Regions from separate parts of the Zea mays genome. Here regions 2 and 3 are each linked to region 1. A link is a contact called in public Hi-C data. All regions are on one chromosome and are shown on one strand. Each heading gives the region's core, a stretch centred on a gene start, on an enhancer-like site or on the middle of the called end of the contact. The rest is flanking DNA. Distances are from core to core; before and after follow the strand shown. Region 1 has its middle 15 kb from the start of LOC100278091. Region 2 holds the start of LOC100384732. Region 3 holds the start of LOC100280552.

What was found. A called contact is a pair of places that touch in the nucleus more often than the background predicts.
Region 2: a Hi-C map of bundle sheath shows a contact between it and region 1, with 2.0 times the contacts expected there. The contact joins the promoter of LOC100384732 here to the enhancer-like site in region 1. A contact is called at or near these places in 3 of 25 Hi-C or Micro-C datasets (bundle sheath, leaf and tassel).
Region 3: a Hi-C map of ear shows a contact between it and region 1, with 2.4 times the contacts expected there. The contact joins the promoter of LOC100280552 here to the enhancer-like site in region 1. A contact is called at or near these places in 2 of 25 Hi-C or Micro-C datasets (ear and leaf).

Annotation. Positions count from the first base shown.
Region 1 is chr2:10,047,251-10,052,413 of Zm-B73-REFERENCE-NAM-5.0, forward strand. No RefSeq gene overlaps it. Among protein-coding and RNA genes, the nearest start is that of LOC100278091, 15 kb to the left of the region's middle. Within about 2 kb of position 2,676, at least 20 of the 20 cell types and tissues checked have an H3K27ac peak or open chromatin away from gene starts, as enhancers often do. A contact at or near this core is called in bundle sheath, ear, leaf and 1 more, where this site is marked.
Region 2 is chr2:10,275,307-10,280,469 of Zm-B73-REFERENCE-NAM-5.0, forward strand. It overlaps LOC100384732, which reads left to right and starts at 2,334. Exons shown (of 24, transcript XM_020547944.2): 1 at 2,334-2,574; 2 at 4,409-4,598; 3 at 4,878-4,949. The coding sequence starts at 2,418. It overlaps LOC118476282 (a long non-coding RNA gene), which reads left to right and starts at 580. Exons shown (of 3, transcript XR_004856135.1): 1 at 580-631; 2 at 765-840; 3 at 923-1,199.
Region 3 is chr2:9,880,431-9,885,593 of Zm-B73-REFERENCE-NAM-5.0, forward strand. It overlaps LOC100280552, which reads right to left and starts at 3,183. Exons shown (of 6, transcript NM_001153471.1): 1 at 3,021-3,183; 2 at 2,736-2,870; 3 at 2,582-2,647; 4 at 2,429-2,494; 5 at 2,010-2,270; 6 at 1,523-1,776. The coding sequence starts at 2,819. The coding sequence ends at 1,696. LOC103645931 (LRR receptor-like serine/threonine-protein kinase FLS2) reads left to right here. Exons shown (of 2, transcript XM_008670658.4): 1 at 1-280; 2 at 375-1,097. The coding sequence ends at 721.

The DNA.
Region 1 (5,163 bases), core at 1,426-3,925:
ATACTCAATAATAGTCAATGCTAATGGCCCACTTTAATGCTATGGTGTACTAATTATTTAGTACCATATTGGAAGTTCAAAGGACAAATCAATCAACTTAAATAGGTGGACCATTGGTGCATCTATTGAGAAGTTGAGAAAAGGATGAAGGACTGCCACACGCGCGCGCGCGCGCCGCCGCCGCCGCCGGCCGGGCCGGGCCGGGCCGGGCCGGGCCGTGGCTCGTGGTAGATCGGACCTTGGTCCGAATATTCCTTTCAAACGGTTGCGCATTTTGCCTGGAGTGATGACCGTCATGATAACCGTCCGTTTCCTATCTTATGGCTAGTAACGGACGTCAGTTACTGTCGAGTGATGACCGTCATGATAACCGTCTGTTTCCTATCTTATGGCTAGTAACGGACGTCAGTTACTGTCGTCAGTTTCCAGCTCTAATGCGCGACCGTTTCTATCCGTTGTTCTTCTCCCTTCTTCTGACCGCCTATAAGAATGGAGAGGGAGGGCTCTTCCAGTCACGCGAATTATCTCACGCGAATTGCAAACAACACATTCCCGTCCCATCTTCTGCGAGCACAGAGAGAGTGGGAGAGCAGGCCTCCGAAATCACCGACCGCAGAGATACACTTGCACGGGTGTGCGGGCGATCAGATTTTTGGGGAGCGTCTTCGCGACTGCTCGCGTGATCGTCCACAGCTTGCTGTTCGTCGCCTTCCCAAGTTGACGCGTGCTGCTGTTCTTCTTCCCGGCGACCGTTCGAGGGACTGCACTGCGTACATCTTCCTGCACCGACTTCGTACGGCTACATCGAACAAACACACGAGATGTCTCGTGTGAATGGAGCCACTGGTGCCTTGAGCATCGGTCCCTCCGCTGGGTACACTCTGTTCTTCGTATTTATGCATGTTTCATTGCTGTTTACTGCTTATGCGAGTAGTTATACACACATGCACATACATGTCATCACATATATCGCACCGATTATCTGGATTAAATTAAAACTAAAAATGCCTAACTTTCTAACATTTTTTCGTGTGGAAGTGTATGTTGTTTGGAGAAAAAAATTGTACATCCCGTTTCAAACATCTTCTTTTACAGCCTCTCGCATCCACCACTTGAAAGCCCACAAAAAAATAATCAAAATTTGCAACTTAACCTTTTAATAATTTATTTTTATATTTCTATAGACTATCATGTATAGATGTGAGCCGGTGTAAAAGAGATTTTTTGCATCCCAGCTGAAAAGGATTTTTTCCCCTTGTTGATTGCCCCCGTACGTACGTGGAGGGGTGCCAGGGATGGCTGGAGCTAGCAGCTATGGCTAGCTGCACCGGCAACGGCATTTATTTGCAGCGGAGTCCGCCGGATCGCGGCCCGAATTATTATTGCGCGCGCGCACCTACACGATCTACATCTCCCATATCAGCATGATATCGTCGTCTTGCTTGCATTGGATGGGTCGTCTCGTCCGCCGGCGGTCCAGTCCACGCCGTGGCCTGTGTGCGTGTGATGCATGGCTCGGCCTCGGCTCGTACTACGTACGTCTTCTTGTACGCTTGCGTCGCGTGTGGGTCCGCCAGTGAGCTGTCTATCTATCTAGTATCTCCGTTCTCCATGCACGCACACGTACGCCCGCACGCGGAGATCAGAGAGGCAGAGCTAGCGACCACCTCTGACGACGTCGTCTCAAAGAAGCCTGGACAGCGGCAGCAGGCAACGAGAGTGAGCGAGAGACCGCCCTGACGGGCTGGTGTTTCGTCTGGAACTGGGATAGGGAGGAGAAAGAGAAGGAGAAGGAGAAGAAGAAAGAACCGACGGTCGCGCGGAGCAGCAAAACCGGTCGCTCTCGCGCGCGCTGCAGCGGGCTCGATCGCGTAGTATAGTCGTCGGCGCGCGCCCGCCTACTCCCCCGATACGACGCGAGCATTTAAGCGCGCGCTCTCCGTCCGAGTCGCGCGACGACGACGCGATCGATCGAGCCTGCTTCCAGCTTCCTGCTTCTCCTTCCCGACCTCATTGATGAGGGTGATGTGCGGGGGACGGCGACGGGAGTTAATGACGAGAGCAGAGGGCGCATGCAGAAAGAAGAAGCTCTCAACGCGAGCCATGGCAATAAATGGGCGCCGGTGACCGTCCGTCGGGCGCGCGAACCATGCACGTCGCTGTCGGGTTTAGGTGCCAACGCCCGCCACTCGTGGCTTCGGTCTGCCGGCCGTCTCCTCAATCCTCCACACAGGCACAGCGAGTGGCCGCTGTACGGAGCACGTGAATAACAACAAAACAAAACAAACAGGTTTGGGGTGGATTGGATGGGACAAGCAGGACGATCAGCAGATAGTATAGCCTGAAATCCACGCCGGCGGGCGTGGAGCCCATGCACATGCACCGCGCCGGAATCGGTCGTTTGCCCTGCCGTGCGGCCGGGGCGGATGCCTCGAGGCATCAGCAGGGGCCGGCAACATTTCACATCATGCAGCAATGCAGCTGCAGCTGCAGCCTGCAGGTATTCTTTTCTTCGAGTTGGAGGGACAGTACCGAGAAGCGGCACGTGAAGAAAGGGCAAGCGCACAGCAATCACGCGTTGCGTGTGCTTGTTGGACTGCCATCCACTTACTGATGGGCCTCGTCAAGTATGGGGATGGACAATACTTGGGCTGGGCCGAAGGCAATCCCACAATAGTCTACAGCACCACCTCTCGCTCCCAAAAAAAAAACAGAGAGTAAACATTGGCGTGGGTATGGCCCATGTGGTCTCTGCCTCCACTTCTGATCATGCTGTGGTCTTCTGGTTTTGCATATATGGTGCTAACACCGTCTGTTCACTAAATTTCATACTTAAAAAAATATTTTATGTATTTTACAGTATACTCTAAAAGATTTGTTTCTCTATAACTTTACCGTCTCCCGCAGCATCCTCTAAAATTTAGCCTCTATATATCATTCTCCTTATTACACCAACTTAGTTAACAGAATAAAATATTTTACTAAACGCCTCCAAACATTCCCTACCGTAATTTTTTTTCTTTCTTAACCTGGGCACTTTCTCTATTCATTGCGGGGTCACCTCCTAGTAGCAGCATGCATCTGCTAGTTCAGCTCATGTGTATAGGCGTCATACAGGCGTTTCCACTGAGGATAGACGTCCTGCCCTTCTCTGTTAGCTCCGCAGCTATTTTGGCGTCAACGGCAACCGAAGACTGTTTGTAATAAGGCTAAAGAGAACAGGAGTAATCTTTAATTTTTTTCATGGGCTTATAATTAGCATCACCATCTGTTATAAAATTGTAGGCTGTTTTAGGTTTCCTAGGTACCCGTAGCTTCTGCTTTTTTCGTCGAGATAACGACTTGTGAGCGATACCCGGTGCCTTTTTTTTTTCGTCGGTAGATAAGAACACTGGGCGTGGCAAGACGAGTGTCGTGTGAATCGGGTTTCCTCCTCTCTCTCTCTCTCTCTCTCTCTCTCTCTCTCTCTCTCTCTCTCTCTCTCTCTCTCTCTCTCTCCATCCAAGCGGAAGGCGGTATAGATAAAACGATCTGTTTTCGATTGGAATTTTGTGACTGGGACGAACTTGCCCCCTGAAAATGACGCGTTCGGATCAGGCTCGAAGAGTCCCGAGGGGACGTGTCAAATCAGAGGGAGCCCGTGAAGTCAAACACTCGAGCCTTATTTGGGAATATAAGATCTATTCCTGATGGAGCCATGCACCACCAGTTCAGGTACTGTACACACTAAACCAGCTAGTTCGCTTATTAGGTGATCGTGACTGATCCAAACAAGGATAGGCAACGATATATAGAATCCTCCAAACACATGTTTCATTTACGCAGTCAGCCGAAAGATGTTACCATGTCTAATCGGGGTACTGAAATACATGTTTACGAAAATGCATGGTCATCTATATATGCATACTCTTCCACGTCACATCTAAAATATTAATTGAAAATGCTACAGTCATTTAGATATTTATAATAGACTTATTTGATGTTGGAGTCAGCGTTAAGAGCGGCCTCGGTCTTGGCCATGTATCTTGTTTCCATGCCACCCAGGTGGTGGAATCGACCCCGTTCAGATCAGGCTCTGGCTCTCACATTCTTTAAACAGGATTTCTCGTGACTGAAAATCTGTCTGTATCCGAAGCATTTGGATGGGACATGTCAGCAGGTGTTGTAGTAGCTAGTACGTACCACTCGCTAGCTAGCTAGTCGGCACGTAAAACATTTTGGGGTTGACCCCAGTTGGGCAAGCCAAACCCCAAACACTTGTACTACCTATAGGTGTGTGACCGGACAGGTTAGGCGTGGACAGCCAGAACCCCGGCCGTGGCACTGGCATCGTCCTTTGTCAGTCAACGCTCGTGGCGCGACCGAGACCGAGCCCGAGCCCGGCGGCCGTCCACTCATCGCAATCATTGGCCCACGCGTTCTATTTAACTCGCTCGGCTTGTGAATTTTTATCCATGGTTCGTTTTACCACGGCAACAAATCCGTGTGAACCTTACTACCTCAAAGAAACGAGATATGTCTGCCGGTGACTTCCATCTTCTTCAAGACCTGGTGGCTCGTCATTCCTAGTCGACTACGACCCATTTATCACCTCCATAATGACGCGGCGGAGCTAGGATTAGGGCATAGAAAAGAGACCAAGCAATCATTAAAATATTAGAAGGTGAAAAGATATTGTAGGATATATATATACACATGTGTATACTAATTTACGTATAGCATAGATAATAAATCAGTGAAAAGGGCTTGCACCATATAACTATATTTTAATTAAATCTAACATAGATCACAATAATTTGTTTTTACCATGATCGACCAAATTAAAAGCTTCGATTATATCATGGGAGTTGATCATAGCTATCAATTCTATATCACTATAGATGATCAAGTAACTTCACATAAAATCATCTCCCAATTTATTTTAGTATATGTGTTTTGGTAATTTTTATAGCTAAATGGCTTTTTTAGTGGTTGCAGTTGAGACTAAAAGAGTGAACATTAATCTTAATAAGCCGCAAACCATTTGATACATGGCATTTTTACACAATTTAACAAGACTTTTTTTTTATCAAATCAGCAAGTGATTGTAATGTATTTGACTCTAGACGGTTCTATAGTCAAGGTGAAGCACCAAATTTGTTACGCACATAGTAATTATACGGC
Region 2 (5,163 bases), core at 1,084-3,583, 230 kb after region 1:
GACATGTCCATGTGTTATTCATGGGATTTTTTCACCAATATATGTAAATCTAGATGAACAACAATTGAGTATATATTATGGGAAAACTGAAGTCTGTATGTTAATTAATCCACGTCCTTGTAGACCAGCTAGCTAAATCTGGTTCAAGGAACATCAATAGTTGATAAAAAGAATGTAGTTTGATTGCAACAGGCCAGAACAACATTTTAGAACAAGGTAACAAATTGAGACTGCTCTTTGTATTTGTGTGATATAATCTTGGACTTAATGGATACATGTACCAGTATGTCATTTGCACAATTACTGTTGTTTTTACCTTCAAAGCTATTTATGCTTCTATTGTTAATGTTCATTGTACATTCACTCTTCTGGCACAATTGTGCTTGACTACTTGTGTGTGATTGATTAGCTTAGTAATTGGTTAAACTGATTAAGTTTTGCAGGCAAACAATAAGCTATACATTTACTTGTCACCATTATGAAAACAAAGAAATAAGTTATGTGCATTAAATTGTGGGATTTCTTAAAAAACTATGTTGCTGCTGTAATGGTGGGAAGTTACATGCTCATGTGTTTTTGCAGTTGTGTTCAAATACGGAAGTGGTTTGATTATCGTAGCCATATTTGTATTGTAAGTATAATGCATGATTTTTAGAATTTTCCCCAACCTGTCAAGTAGACATTGGGGTCAAATCAATCAATAAATTTCAGTGAATGAACATGTTTGTGAGAAACTTGGCCCAAATTTATATGAATTTCTGTAGAAAACTGACATCTGTGAAGGAAAAGTCCCTTGGGCTCCTCACCCAGAATTTTGTCAAGCTCTTCTTCACCATGAAGGTTAGAGGACTAAATTCACACTGTGTGGTTCTGGTTATTTCTCTTTCGCACTTAACTATAATGGGGCTTGTATTTTGTGCAGGTTGAGACAATCTCACTTTGACGAAGGTGCAAGGCTTCTCCTTGGAGACGGACATGTAGAGAGCAACATGAGAAGTTAGCGCATGCATTCCTTTTGTTTAGTTCCATGTTTGTGTTAAATGCCTTTTCTATCCAAATAGAACACACAATGGACACATGTAAGCAAATATATACTCCAATCTTTAGATTTTCATTGTTAAAACACTCTATTTGTTTAATGATGTTATTGTCAATTAAACTAGGATCAGTGGTCTTCTCTATAAAGGTATATGTTGATAGATGCCTTATTTTCATTTTTATTTATATTAATACCCTATATTATTTTTTGTTTTGGGGAATGAAGTGCATAGGAAATTTGTAATGTGGGCGATGATGCTTATCTTATTCTGTGGGATGCTCAAACTGGCATTGGCTCAATTAATTCGATGCTTGTCTTATTCTGTGAATTTTAATATATTTTATCATAATATGTTCTTCCGTAGCAACGCACGGGCATTTACCTAGTAAAAACTTGAAGAAAACTCAACTCCATGAATAGATCACTTGAATAAATCAGATTGTCTGTCTCTTTTAAGTGGGACCCTAAGTTGGTGACAACAATTATTCAACCTCTTTTTATCTAACTGTTGCAATTTACTGGAGGTAAATAAGAAACCAAATATTTTTTTACAACCTTGATTTTGTTGAAACCGAAGAAATAGTTTCATTAACAATGGGAAGAACAGATTAATTTTAACATTTTTGTGATTCTAGGCCACATATTACCAATATTTAATATAAAATAATATAATTTTATTTATAATACATATGAATTGCTATAAATTTTGGGCAGTATGATTTTGGGGTCGCACATCCCTAGGGACGCCCGTGATGATTAGGGGGCCTAATTCGGGGTCAACACTAAGGTATACAATGGTGTTTAATGTAGATGATTTTGAGGTGTTTAAATAGGCCATTTATAAAAAAAAATCATGGAAGTGTCTCTCTGTGAAGAGACGTCTCTAACTCGTAACCCAAGTAACAATAGATGCATCACTTCTGATTTTACGAATTCATCGTATCTGTATAAACATATTTACTTCTGTAATTATTAATAGGCTACATTTATAGATACTCTATTATATAATCTATTTCTTTTCGCAGCTGGAGGGAGGTAGTTGTTGGCCCGTTGCTGCAATACAACGCGTCCTGTCCCCTGTACGTAGACAGCAGTGGCGCCACTTGGTACCAGTTGCAACGTCCGGACGTCGAGTGAGCACGTGGCGGCCGGACGTGCTCACTCGATATCTTGCATGTGTGCAACTGTGCACCGAGCTGCGGCTGCGGGTTGCCCGGTCGAGTGAGACACGTCCTATTCAAAGACGACTCGTCGCCGTCGTCATCACCATCTCTCTCTAGTCTTTACAGCCTATCGGCCTCCGATCCGATAGGCCGGGTAGTCAATCCAGGCTCCGCTGCTCGAGCAGGCGGAGAGAGAAAGAAGAAGGGAGCTAACGATGCGGCCTGGATCGACCTCCAGACCTTCTCCGCGCCGGTGCCTCTATGTCTATGGCTCCGCCTCCGCGCTCCCGAAGCTGCTGCTGCTGCTTCTAGCTGCATCATCATCCGCGCAAGCCCAGCAAGCGGCGAGGATGAAGACCGATCCAGTCGAAGGTGAGTAGTGTCTCCAGTTCTTCTCTGGAATGGAATCAACCCAAAGGCTTTCGAACCAGCACGAATGATCGATCCGTTCGTCATGCTGGCCACCTTCATTTGGACACAGCAGTTCATCACGCTTCTTGCTCTGTCTGCCTTCTCTTGCTCCGAAGAAAGCTTTTAAATTTTCCATGCCATGGCGATTTTAGTCGGTCGTGGGTTTTCCTGCGGGTTGCCGTGCAAGCAACCCCCCGCTAGGTTTACACTTACTAGTTGCAAACGTGATGATGTCTTCCTCTGCTACCTCTGGCTGGCTGGTGCCTGGTTGTTCCAAATATCTAGCAGGTATTAGAAGGTAAACCACGGCAGCCTTATTTTGGCCTTTTGACCGCCTGGCTCCTGCACACCAACAAAATTCTTAGGGGTGAAAACGGGACAGTATTACTCGGCGGGTACCGGATACGGATACGGATACTAGAAATACTCGATTTTTCGGGTACCGGATACGGGTATTTTTGTACACGGGGCGGATACGGATAGTAACCGGATAGACATTAGCCGGATACAGATAGGATACGGGATGACTACTACCCGGCAAATACCCGAGAAGTCCGGGTAGGATACGGGTACCCGGTTAGCGGGTACCCGACTAGGGGTAAAAACGGGATATTAGGTCGGATATTAGGTCGTCTCGTATCCTACTCTAATACAATTTTACCGGATACATGATCGGATACGGATAGTGAAAATCCGGGACGGATACAGGACGTGATCGGGTAATAACTAGGGCGGATAAGAAACGGATATCGGATAATACCCGGATAGATAACGGATATTAGTCGGATAATCCACCGTGATGATATTAGTTGCCCAACCGTGAAACAAACGAATAAAATAAGAAATACATAATTATGTATATGATAACTTAAATATAGAAAAATACTGACAAAACTGACAACATACAATTCAAAGTTACTAATCACAAATTTATTATAGAACCAAAAACACGATTTCAAAAAATCAGCAATATATCCCCTTTTAGGTATAATCCACAAGTATATAACAAATATTAGATAGTTCACACAATTTCATTATAGAACCAACAAAATAATTTTAAAAAATCAGCAGCATCCCTCTTTTAGACAATAACCACAAGTCCCTCTTTTAAGCATAGCCATGTGTGGTGGACTGGCGGCTGAGGCTCTCACAAGGCTTCACGATCATGGTCTCATGGACAAATGCAGTGATGCACTCACGTATGGGTCAGTGGCCACGAGCCCACGTCCCCACAAGTTGACGAGATCAGTGGATCACAATTAGTAGACACACTCCGTCACTTTGGCCTCTAGGCCTTGCGGCAGCCAGGCGCCCACGTCACGCCCAGACATGTTAATGGGCTGACTAGTGTTGGGCTTGTAACTGCGATAGCTCGGCACTGTAGTCGGGTACCCGCTAACCGGGTACCCGTATCCTACCCGGACTTCTCGGGTATTTGCCGGGTAGTAGTCATCCCGTATCCTATCCGTATCCGACTAATGTCTATCCGGGTACTATCCGTATCCGACTCGTATACAAAAATACCCGTATCCGGTACCCGAAAAATCGAGTATTTCTAGTATCCGTATCCGGTACCCGCCGGGTAATCCTGTCCCGTTTTCACCCCTACTCACAACCACAGTCCACAACCGCCTGCTTGGCTATTGGCTTTGGCCGGTTCCGCGATGTCAGCGTGTGCGCTGATTCCTGGCCGTCCGATCACCGCGGGGCCATCGGACGGCCGGGGAGCAGGGGCCGCTCTGTTTCGGCTGCGGCTGCGACAGCTAATGTGAGGTGTCAACCCGTTTTTTTGAAGCGGCGGCGGTGAACGCGGTGTTCGCCAAGCTCCGCCAGACAGCGTCGTCGGAATGGAACATCAGCGGCGACCCCTGCACCGGCATCGCCACGGACGGCACCGTCATCGAAGACAACGGCAACTTCAACCCGGGCATCAAGTGCGAGTGCTCCGACCAGAACAACATCACCGTCTGCCACGTCACCAAGCTGTAAGTGCTTGTGCTCCTCTCTAGACGCGCGCCAGGTGCTCGATGAAATGCTCGCCTTAGCCTTGGCCGCTCGCGTTGGGCCTGTCGCATGCCGTGAATGCGCATATCTTTCCACCTTTTGCGAATGAACACTGGTCTCTGCAAAAGCCAAATACTTGTTGGAGGTTTCGATTCGTGCGTGTTGTTGGGTTTCTATCTGACGAACAGCGGTCATGGCTGAGGCTGACTTGAGATGGCATGAGCTGATGCCTGATGGGTACTTTTGTGTTGCCAATGTAGGAAGATATACGCGCTCAATGCCGTTGGCCCCATACCACAGGAACTGCAGAATCTTACGCGCTTGATCAATCTGTATGTGCTCTTAGCCTCTTAACTTTCTTGCATGAAATTGTCTGGGAACCAAAACATCTATCTCTATCTCAAGCGCCCTATTGTTAAAACTGTTCACTCGTGGTTGATTGGAATGTATATAACCTGCCTGATGCGTGTCGCATAATTTTATGCTCCCATTTTCTCGTTGTCCATTATGGATTTCGCAGATTGTAGATCTCATACTACCACCTTA
Region 3 (5,163 bases), core at 1,933-4,432, 170 kb before region 1:
ATACACGGCCCGGGGAGGGACGCGCAGCGGTGGACGGTCCCGGAGCGGCTGCGCGCGTGCGTCTCGGTGGCGCACGGACTGGCGTACCTGCACACCGGGTACGACTTTCCCATCGTGCACTGCGACGTCAAGCCGTCGAACGTTCTCCTCGACAGCGACTGGGAGGCGCGCGTCAGCGACTTCGGCACTGCGAGGATGCTGGGCGTCCATCTGACGGACGCCGCCGCGCAGTCGGCGACGTCGTCGGCGTTCAGGGGCACCATCGGGTACATGGCGCCAGGTAATCTACATGGTGCTCTAGCACCAATTCTGCAAATTTCTTGGCACTTCTGCAAGAAAACGTTTTTATCTGTCTGTACAATCCAATCACGCAGAATTCGCGTACATGAGGACGGTCTCGGCGAAGGTGGACGTGTTCAGCTTCGGCGTCTTGATGATGGAACTGTTCACCAAGCGACGCCCGACCGGGATGATCGAGGAGGAGGGCGTGCCACTGACACTGCAGCAGTATGTGGACAACGCGATCTCGAGGGGCCTCGACGGGGTGCTCGACGTCCTGGACCCCGACCTGAAGGTGGTCACCGAGGGCGACCTGTCCACGGTGGCGGACGTGCTGAGCCTGGCCCTGTCGTGCGCCGCGTCCGATCCGGCGGACCGGCCTGACATGGACAGCGTGCTTTCAGCCTTGCTGAAGATGAGCAAGGTCTGTGGAAGAGACTAGATGCCTGCTGCAAAAACGCGAACTGAAATTCGTGCTGCAAGATCTGTTCAAGCAAAGGGAGAACCCTGCTTCTGATGAGTACCACCCGGACGCCGGACGGGACGCCAAAGTGTCATAGATTCGGGCTGCTCCTGTTTGCACGTGTAATGAGTTCAATCTGTTCAGAGCCAGCATGGAGCTAGATTCCAGGCTATAGTGACTTTTATGTGCCCTATGAATGGTTCGCTGAAACCAGTCTAGCCCATGCTGCCTGACGGAATGGGCCTGAAGTGGTAGTACTGTAGGCCTTTTGACTGTTGATTTTCTTTGCCGCAACATACCTGCATACGCAGAAGAATGGAAGCTGAAAGATTTGGCCAAGTTGTGGGGGAGGATATATTATTCATCTCATTGGATTGGATGCAAACAACAGTGTCCATCAATCACATCAGACATGATAATGTGAATTCTAGTCCCAACGCAGATGTCTCTCAAATTTACAGCAATGGCTTATTGGTGGGGAGAAGGAATAATGTCCCTGAAAACACTCTCTCATGTTGTGGCTAGCAAATCATGTATATGCAAAACACTATTTATACTCTACATTATACTGTACATTATATTATTTATATATTTGATGTAAAAGAGGGTCACAACTATAAGTTAATTACGCCTCCATCAGAACGCGGGAGTTAAAGGTAGATGCGATCAATCTAACAAGTAGTAGCATACTGCTGCACAGATAAATTCAGACGCCACCTGTCAGCCTTTGCATGAACATGGAGGAGAATTGGACGGTAAGATTCAGATAGCAAAATGAGCAGCATCACAATCACAACGTTTTATTTAATAACACAACTAGCTAGCTAGTTAACTAGTACTACACATTCATGGAATTCTCTCAGGTGAACCATGCTGCAGGTCCCAAACTGAACGATCTCTTCCGAGTTCAAGGCTGCACGCCTGCCGTGTCAAATTTTGTCATTAGGAGCACATCACTCCATGAAGTTATACGAGGAACTCCCAGAAATCCATCCAGTGTTGTGGCTCGTGTTGGGTAGGCCACCCCTCTGTTCCTGAATCAGAGGTAAACTTCTCATAAGGCGTGATGAGTAGCTAGCACCGTTCAGGTAAAAGCTGACAGTGTTGGCATTTGAACTGTATATCCCTGATCTAGCAGCTTAAATTTTCATCTTTCCCCACAAAGAAAAATCTTAAATCTTGAAATGCGTGAAATACGAGAAAAGAAGAATAAAGACAAGAAAAGGTTAAAATTAACTTTGATATCTATAATGTTTGAACATATTACCGGTGTATAAAGTTGCAATTTCGGCGGCCTGAGAAAGTTCTGAGGCGGCTCAGAAGAGTGCAAGTTCTGCATCTGGCTCAAGAAATCCGACTCGACGTTAGATTGTCGCTGGGGGTTGGCTTGAGTTATCTGAAATTGCCGGTGCTGCTGGCCGGATGGGCGCAATGGAGGCAACTGGGCAGGGTCAGCCGTGATGTAATGCATGTATTGCTGCAGCTCAAGAGGAACCACTGGTGACATTCCCTTCCCCATGACCAGCATCTGTGTGCATATATGACAATGTGATGATCTACTATAGCACCCATAATATCTGGAGGCTGAATAAATAAAACAGGAAAGGATGCAGGAGAGAAAGATAAAAATAAATAAATGTCTAGTGTAACCAACAATTGTGTATCTGATATGATTTCATTCAGTACCTGAAGCTGTAGCTGAAGGGATTTTAGGTAGTCGATTGCTTCGTCTAGCATCGAAACTTTGTCGGTCTGAAACAAGCTATTCTGAGATCAAACGAAAAAGAGAACAGCAGAAGGGGTATGGTCGGATTAAAATTAAGACGCAATGCATGTTACCTTGTTGCAGTTTGGAAGAAGCTCCTGTAATGCTTTCAGCTTCTCGTTGATCTTATCCCTTCTCCTCTACAAATGTTCCAAGCAAAAGAGATCAAATGCCGGTAACTGGTCATGATCCGTCCATACAAAATATGCATGATGCATAACAACCTACCCTTTCTGAAAAATTGTGGAACTCGGCAGATCTGCTTCTGCGGGTGGGTGGAGTAGACCGTCTTGGAGCACTGCCATCTTCCATGAGCTCTTGAGGCTTGACAAAGTTGCTCACCAGCTTTCTAACAACAAGATACTAAATGTGTCTAAGAGCTAAGAACTTGATTCTGAGCAAGAATGATGATTAAACTTTCTTTAAAAAAATCGAAAGGGAGATGATCAAACTTTCTGAAACGCATATGAAAAGCAACGGCTGAAAGCTATATTTCCTCCTTGCAATGCATACCGTTGTTTGCAGTGACTGCCTTCTACTTGGCTCCCTCAATGGCCTCCTCCTCTTATGAATCGATTGATACTTGCGTGTCTACTCTAACTGGTCCAGACCTAGGCTAGCCTAGAAATGGAAGAGCATGAGAGCTTTCTAGATAACCTGATGGCCTGGTCCGTTCGACCCACCAACCTTTAGCCCTGCACAGTATTTATGCCACCTGATTTCTATAAGCTTTCGCGTCATGGCAGGACTGGGTGACTGTACCCATATCCTTATCTTCCATCGGCCTTAGAATTTCCTGTTTGGACTGTAACCCGATACCATGTACCCGAGTCTCTGGCAGTAGCAAGCAAGCCTACGGTTATATGTAGCATATGCCCATTTGCATTTCGGATTTGTCCAGTACCCTCACCTACCTTCCCAGGGAATGGCTCAAACTTTTCCTTTGAGCAAGGAATGGCTGAAACTTGACGCGCAAATAAAAGAAACGAGAGACACTGAAAATAAAATTAGTTAGTGGAGAAAATGGTAGCTGGAAACACAGTGTACCACTTGCGCGAGAGCGGGAGGAATCTGAACCACACAAACCGACAAACTATAGGAGAATAAACAACTTGGGGATCGGAACTTTGGAATAACTCGCCGTTACTAAATTCCGCAGGATGATTGTGCAGCGTAGCAGGGTAGCAGGAAGCACGGGTGGCTTGTTTGATTGGTGATCTCGCAGGCAAATGCGAGCCAGGCAAGTATGCATGGAATGTTCTCAAAATACCTATGATGACTTCCCTTTGCTCTCTCTCTCTCTCTCTCTCTCTCTCTCTCTCTCTCTCTCTCTCTCTCTCTCTCTCTCTCTCTCTCTCTCTCTCTCTCTCTCTCTCTCTCTCTCTCTCTCTCTCTCTCTCTCTCTCTCTCTCTCTCTCAGTCTGACTTGCGCTTGAGCTGGGTTCAGGTTTGATTTGACTGGTTTGACTGACTAAGGGGGTGTTTGGTTGCTGCTGCTAAAGTTTAGCCCGGGTCACATCAAGCATTTGACTTTTAAATAGGAGTATGAAATATAGACCCAACCAACTGGACTAGATTCGTCTCGTCTTTTAATCTTTGGCTGACAAATTAGTTTTATAATCCGACTACATTTAATATCCGGAACGGAGGTTCAAACATTCGATATGACATGGGCTAAATTTTAGTTTGGGGTAACCAAACACCCCCTAAACCAACAACAAATTGCATGTCTAGATCAGCTATTCCTCTGTGTAATAGACTTAAACGCGAGTACGCGACACATACAAATCAAGTTAGTTCGGTGCTGACGACCGAACATGCTGTGTGCTCACTGCTCAGCGCTCTGCTCGGCAGACCAGAGACGCAGGCAGCAGGCACACAGCCCTAGCTGGCTAGCTGGCCAGCTCCCCGCGGCGGAGCCTGCGCGTGCGGTGCCTCGGATGCCACGCGGCGCACGCAGGCATGCTGCACTCCTCGCCCAGTCGCCCGCTGCACATCGTCGCTGCCTTCGGATGCCGCCTCTCGCGGAGCCGAGTCACAGCACGCGCGGCTAGGGATTGGGTGGGATTGGGAATTTTTTCGGAGCAACGCGAACCAGGCAGGACCGCAGAGAGCACGAGTGAAAGGAGTGTAGACTTGCGGTGGTGGTCTGGACTCTGGTGGGACCGTGGGAGAAAGAAGTGACAAGACACGACTGGGCCCAGTGCGTTTGGTTACAATAACATGATGATACACTATTTTTTAAATAAGATTATTTAATTCAGAATTAAGGATTAAGATAATATTATTATAATATTATCATTAGTTATCTCTTAAAATTAAAGATATGAGAGGACGCTAGGAGATATCACTGTCCTGACTGTCCCGCAACCAAACGCATTAGGTCGGGAGAGAATGATTGGACTGAAGGAGTAGGCGTTTGAGCCAAATTCTTCACGTGTCCAAAAAAACTAAATTCTTAACATGATATTGAATTTATTTATCTATGTTAGTAGTTACAGATCTTTAATCGGTTGCAATACAAACTGTTTCAATAAAAAATAAAATAATTTATTGTAATATTTATATGTACGCGTATGTACTTATGATACATAAAATCACCGTCAGCATAAAAGAGCATGAAAAATAATGCTTGGGCAACCACGCTCTTCCCAGC